Regions from separate parts of the Anas platyrhynchos genome. Here region 1 is linked to region 2. Evidence: chromatin contacts called from public Hi-C data. All regions are on one chromosome and are shown on one strand. Each heading gives the region's core, a stretch centred on a gene start, on an enhancer-like site or on the middle of the called end of the contact. The rest is flanking DNA. Distances are from core to core; before and after follow the strand shown. Region 1 overlaps KIFAP3 (kinesin associated protein 3). Region 2 overlaps PRRX1 (paired related homeobox 1).

The links. Hi-C and Micro-C count contacts between places; a contact is called where the count stands out from the background.
Region 1: a Hi-C map of skeletal muscle shows a contact between it and region 2, with 1.9 times the contacts expected there. The contact joins two enhancer-like sites. A contact is called at or near these places in 2 of 8 Hi-C or Micro-C datasets (liver and skeletal muscle).

What each region holds. Positions count from the first base shown.
Region 1 is chr8:17,459,281-17,462,355 of IASCAAS_PekinDuck_T2T, forward strand. All of the region lies in intron 19 of KIFAP3 (kinesin associated protein 3), which reads left to right. Among named protein-coding and RNA genes, the nearest start is that of SCYL3, 13 kb to the right of the region's middle. Within about 2 kb of position 1,666, at least 1 of the 8 cell types and tissues checked has an H3K27ac peak or open chromatin away from gene starts, as enhancers often do.
Region 2 is chr8:17,247,101-17,250,570 of IASCAAS_PekinDuck_T2T, forward strand. The region is part of intron 1 of PRRX1 (paired related homeobox 1); the gene reads right to left. Among named protein-coding and RNA genes, the nearest start is that of PRRX1, 6.2 kb to the right of the region's middle. Within about 2 kb of position 1,586, at least 3 of the 8 cell types and tissues checked have an H3K27ac peak or open chromatin away from gene starts, as enhancers often do.

The DNA of each region.
Region 1 (3,075 bases), core at 416-2,915, 210 kb after region 2:
TTTCCTTGCAGGAAGTAGCCAGAAGGTTTATTTAGTTTCCAGACTGCTGCTTTGATCTTTCCATTCTGTCACTTCTCAGGTTACATAGCCCTTTTTCACTGCAGTAAATCTGCAACAGTTAATGAGAATAAAATTTCCTCCTTCTCACTGATCGCATGCTGTTAAATGCCAAACCACAGCCAGCAGCATATTTGCAGAATTCAGCTGCACTGTACAAAAACAGCACAATCAGTTTAATCTTGTTGTTTTTGTAATTCATTTTATTGAGCTTTCCTTTTTCAAGTGACCTATTTTATCAAGACAAGTGGTTGCAAGGCCAGACCTGGAAGAAAGATTTAAAACTGTAATAAAGTGAAGGGTATTTTGTATGCTACGTATAAGCGTGCTCACAGGATTCAAAATTAAACATACAACGAGTAGTTCTTAAGTCCCATATATCGGTGGGATATTTCTGATCGTTATTATCTGAAATGAGCGTGTGCTGCAAACAAGTCTCTGGTATTAAAAAACAAATGAACATATCAAATTAATTTCTTTTGCCAAATAGTTGAAATTGCGTTGATTATAAAATTTGACACGGAATCTGTCTTTATCAGCCTCAGTCATGCATGTATGATGACAGCTACCCTTCTCTCCCTCTGGAAAACAAAAAGATTTTTTTAACCATGGGATTTAAGGGGAAAAAAAAAAAAGTCTACAAGTTTAGAGAGTTTATTTGCCTTCTGGGTTTTGAGTTTTTTTAACTTTTGCTGTTTTTTCCAAGACTCCCTGCCCAACTTTTAGCCTAGAAACATTTTATTTTCCTTCCATTTAATTAAAGTTGAAATTTTTGCATAATAATGTTGCTCAGAGATGTAGATCTCCAAGAAAATATTCAACATCTGTATTTGTATCTGGCGCGTTCCCTGGTGTATCTAGTGGTAGAGCAAAGAAAAGTGGTAAGAGGCGCTCAGATTTACTTCCTTCTTGATTTCCACTAAAACGATCACTGGCCTGGGATGGATTTTGACAGGACTTCACTAGGGCCCTGCGTTGATAAATAAACGGGTTGAAATCTGGATAATCCTCTCTGGTGGCAAAAATATTGAATGTTTATTCATCAGTAATAATGCTCCCATTGCATTTGCTGTGTGTGCTCTAGCGAACACTGCAAATCCCCTAGTAATGTTAACTTTCAGAAGAGACTTTGAAAGCTTTTATTGGCTGCAGCTGTAACCCAAGGCAGAGCAGATTTTTTTTTTTGACTCTTCCCTCCTTCCCTGCAGCATCTGGATTATCCTCCCTGTCGAGTTGCCTGGTTCTTGGTGCTGAGCCTGGAGGCAGCACGACTATCAGCCAGTAACCTGTTGGCACAGCTCTGGGTATTTGTGCACAAGGGGGAACTTTTTTCCCCGTTTGTACTGAAGCACAGAGCTGAGTGGCAGTGCTTGGACTTGAGGAGCTTGTATAAATATTTAAAGGAATAATTGTTCAGCTAGTCCAAGGCACTGAGAACTGGCATTTCTGCTTCGACTGCTTATCTGGGAGCGCATTTCCATAGTGACCCTGATCTGTAACTTAGCACAGGAAGCAAGAAACACTTCTCGTCTGGAAACAGGAAGGCTGCTCGGAAGCCTGTGCAAGATGTGGATCAGATCCTGCGCTGATACAGGCAGTGACAAGTCACCTCTGTGGAGCTGCCACTTCAGGATCTTATTCTGCTCTGGCTGTTGGCTGAAGCTGCCGTACAAAGCATAATACTGACATCACCAGAGCTCAGTAAAAGAGATGTTTGAAACAGCCCCAAGCCAGACTTATTGCTGGGTTAAGGTGAAGGCAATGTGCTCTTCAATTTATGGTGTTGACACAAATACTTTAGTCTGCCCAAGAAGAGAGGGGGAGGAAAAGACATCTTCCTTGATTATTTTTTTTATTGCCTGTTTCTGAGGGCCTTTTTTTATGTTGTAGTTTTTAATTAATTTTTTAGAAATGGATGTATCTAATCAGCGGGTTTGGGCAGTTGTTGAGCCAAGAGCATAGGAGAGGTTTCTGTCAGGCTTATAATGGAAATTCAGAACTCTTGGTTTCTGTTCCAGCTCTGACTGTGCACTTGACCTTTAACAAATCCTGTGCAGAATAGCTGAGAAACTCCCCTACCATGTGGAGGAGCTGTGCGTCTGGGTGAGGGAACGCTGGGGAAGTTATTCTGATGGCTTTCGGAGGAACAGGAGAGTTGCATGAAACACCTGAGTCGCTAGTTTCCCTGCTGGCTGTCATCTGGATAAGTTGCTTTCCTAGCAGTTGAGAAAGTCTTTTTTTTTTTTTTTTTTTTTTTTTTTTTTTTTATTGAGGGGTGTTGTAGATGAAGGCTTCTGATTCTTTTCTACTGGTCTAATTTGAGTCTTCTAATTACTGCAATTGATCATCTGATGTCTTTAATGTTTGGTTTGGTTTTCTGTCAATACTGCAGCTGGGAAACTGAGGTCATGGAGAAAAAGCAACTTGCCTGGGATCACACAGCAGGTAACTGACAGAGCAAGAAACTGAGCCCGAGTCCCGGGTTGCTTTCACAGAGCTGAGATGGCAAGCTCCATGGCTTTCAAGCAAGGTTCTGCCTGAATTTGGCTGAGCAGGGTCATTTGTTTTCAGCTCAGTGCTTTCTTCCCCTTCAGTTGGGAAATATGTTTTTTAAATGCTGCCTTCCCACCAGTGAGTTCTGGCACGCTGGTTGCTTGATGCGTAGCTGGAGCCTGACACAGAAGATGCAGTGCTCGCATATCCACAATTGTCAGATCTGCATTTGTTTATAATTAAATGGCAGAAACAGCGGTATTGTGCTGAGATACAACTGGGCACCCAGTCCAGAAACAACTGGAAACTTTAAGTCATTAAGTGCACTGCAGAAAGCTGGATCAGAAGGAAGGGGAGACATGATCATATCCATAAAAGCTGTATCATCATGCACAAGGGAGCTAAAATAACATCGCCTGGGTTCGTTCTGACATCTCTTATCTTTTGAGCAAATACAGTATTACCCTTAAAAGAACATTAATATTAAATGCTAACGTAGAGGCAGGCTTGGTGTTTGATGCAGAG
Region 2 (3,470 bases), core at 336-2,835:
CTGCTCCATCACCCCCAGGCACCCCGCTTTGTTCCCAGAGCTCCTGGGACTGTTGGTCCCCTTCACATCCACATGCCATTTTCTTTCCAAGCCTGCCCGCTCAGCAGCTGTTGCTGGCGATTTTATCTTGCCCCCAGACACACAGGGCCATGGATAAATTTGGTTTTACTGTGGTCAAGGAGGCCACAGGAGAAATTCATCTGCTGGTGGGCTCAGAGCAGGAAGCGATGTCCCCAGGCTCCTGATGAATTCCAGCTCTCGGGGCAAGAGCAGATTTGCTGCCTGAGCAGCTCATCAGGACGTGGAGAGGGTCCTGGCCAGATCCCGAGCGGCTCTTTGGACGCTCGCCCTGCCCAGCAGTCTTGCTGACTGGATGGAGTTTCTCCTGTAGGAAAATTTCTCTAGCCAGAAACAGGGGGGGGGAAATTTGGGTGGAATATGAACTGGACGCTGCGATAGGATGTAGTGACTTGTTAACAGCTCGGCTGGCTCCCCTCACCTCTCTTCTCTCCTTCCCCTTCCAGGAACACCAGGCACCAGGAGGTCCTGGGCTGCCACTCCAAGGCCAACGCTCACTTGGTACAGGCACGACAAATCCAGACTGTCTGGGACAGGGCTTTAAACACTGGTGTAACCTTTTCTTAGCCTCTGGAGGTGAGAGAGGAGCCCAGAAAGTTAATGCAAACTGAAATGGATGTTCACTGGCTTGCTCATCAAGCCTCCCTTCCCAGACGCCAGGCTTTCCATGGCAGGAGGCAGCCCTCAGCCTCAGCACTGCTGCTCTGCTCCCTGCCCAATCTGCATCCTCTGGATGTCCTCATCTGAGAGAAATTTCTCTCAAAACGAGGCTGCCATGGTCCCAGCAGACACACAACGTTTCTCCGCTCAGCTCCCACCCCGGCCTCACAGCATCTTCTGTGGGTACAGGGTAGCAGGCAGCCGGGCCCAGCAGAGAGAGAGGGAAAGGAAGGGAAGTGGCAGGTTAGGTGAGCATCACGCGTTCACAAATCAATGTATGAAGTGAAAAACGTGAGCAGAGCCAGCAAATCTCGGTGCTGGAGGGCCCTGGGCTGTTACAACACAAGTGACAAAGCACAAAGCCCCGCAGGCCTGTGCCACGGGGCTGGTGGCGACGGTGTCTACACACGTCAGCTTCAACTGATGGCATCTCTAACACAGAGCCTTTGAAAAGGACTTTTCTCCACAGAGACTCTCCATGTAAGAGACTGAATTTACGCTGCTTCATCCCCTCATGGGGAGGGACTGCCAGCAGCCTTCACCACGTCCCATGGGACTGCTGGGATTTAGCAGCCCCTTGAGACGTCTGCACCCTCCCCAGAGCAGCCGGCGGGTTCAGAAGTTACATCCCACGGACAGAAACCATCCAGCAGGCTTTTCTTGGAGGAACCAGGCTAAGAACACAACACCCTGGTGTCCTGAGCGTAAAGCTTCAAGGACAGTTCAGAGGGAAAGCACGATCAGGGCCTCGGACGACAGCTCCTCCGGCCAGGCCGTGGTGTTCTCGCTTCACAGCTCCATAATCCACCCCAAAGCCCAAGCCTCCTTTCGGAAAGGCAAGTAGGGTGGGGAACCAGAAACGCAGTGATTCATCCTCCCCAGAAACAGAGGCCCAAGTCTGGAATATTGTGACACTTGGTAAATCCTCGTGATGCACTTCATTATGCAAGAGAGGCCCAGCAGGAGCACAGCTCCCTCAGGGCTCCTTCGTATGGGTTTCAAAACCGATTAAATATATCATAAACAACTTGCAACCAGGAATAAACACCTATAATCCCATCAAGCCATGCTGGTGATGTCAAAAACCACGGCAGCAAACTCGGAGTTGTCAGGGGGAAAAAAAAAAAAAAGGAGAAAAAACAAGAATATAGCCTTGAAGGAATTATGGCCCCGTAATTTTGCGTCTGCCTTGTCAGAGCATTCGGCTTTAAAGTTTGCCAGCTCCTCCCAGCCACTCCTGCTTATACGTTGTCCGTGCTCTTGCTCCCTCTTTCCAGGCTCCCTAACATCATGTATTTGGATGCCTGTTGCACCTCTGCTGAAAGGCAAAAGGCTCATGCCCCCGAACGCAGACAGCAAAACCACCTCATGCCTGAGCAGAAATATTCCACTGGCCTCAAAAAGAGCTTTTTGCATGACTCAAGGCTGCTGGTCAAGCCTTTAAACACTAATACTCATCAATTGGCATCCACATAAGCGGCCCATTGAATCGCATGCAATGACTCGTGTGAGTAAGGATTGCACAAATTAACCCTGAGATAATATTTTCCCATGCGATCACTGCTTTCTACATCATCAAAAAGATGGAAAATAGACTGGCTAGTAGTGGAAACTCGGTGCAGATGACAGAAAGCTGATGTTCATTAAGAGCATTCTAGCAGTTTAGACCAAACCTTTAAGTTTTATGAGAGATTTCAAAATCTAATTTTCATGGAAATGTTTTCATTACATTAAGGGGAGTAGGGTGGGGGGGAGTAAAAACCTTCAGCAAAATCTTTTTCGAATTAAAAAGTTGGAAGCTTTGTGCAGATGGATTGAAAACACAAATACCATCAGCAAATTATGAGACCATGAGAACCAGGAAGCAAAACTGATTATGATCAAAAAAAAAGTGAAATTCACAAACAAATAAAAGTCTAGTTTCGGCCGTCAAAAGGAAGGCGGCACGGCCAGCACTTGCAAACTGAGTCAGCGCCCTCCTTCAGCTTCACATGGCTCCTTTTTTCTTTTGTTAATAGTAAGCCGGTTATTATTTGTTTTTTTAAATAAAAAAGTTTGGTTCCAAGTTTGTGACAGTCACATTTCCATCTTTTGTCTGCATCCAGAAGATCTAGAAATTTATGTCAAAACTAGATATTTTTTCCACTTCGAATTGTAGGATTCAGAGATGCAAGAAAAATATCAGCGTGAGACATTTGACCGAAAAATCACGCCCCAGCTAGCCTGAGAGTGAAATTAAAAAGATGCAACACACGTGGAAAGAAGTGAATGAAGCTTTTAACTGGTTTTCTGCGTTGGTTACCTGGCCTGCTATCCAAGCTTTATCCCCAAGAATGTGGCTCACCCTTCCTGCGAGGAGCCTCTAGGACACACGCGGCACTGCTGGCACACGGAAAGATTTCTCCCGCAAGAACACCGCTGAATTTTTCACGCAGACAGCCCAAACGACAAGTGCCTTAAAAAGAATATCAACCCGATCCCAAATTTTTCCACATCAGCTGCTGGATGAGGAGGACTTGGGTGCGGAAAGTCCTTTCTGGCAGCAGCCTGTAGGGATGCTCACTGCTGCCGGAGGGGTTAAAGGCAGCGGCCGCTTTGCCCCATAACCTGTGGGCAGCAGCAGCCCCTTCCTCCCCGCAGACTCTCCCTTTGCCCACCAGCTCCACAGGACAAGAGAGGAAGAAAATATGAGCCGCTAGATTTAATCTTAGCTCCAAAAGTGCTTTCTTCCT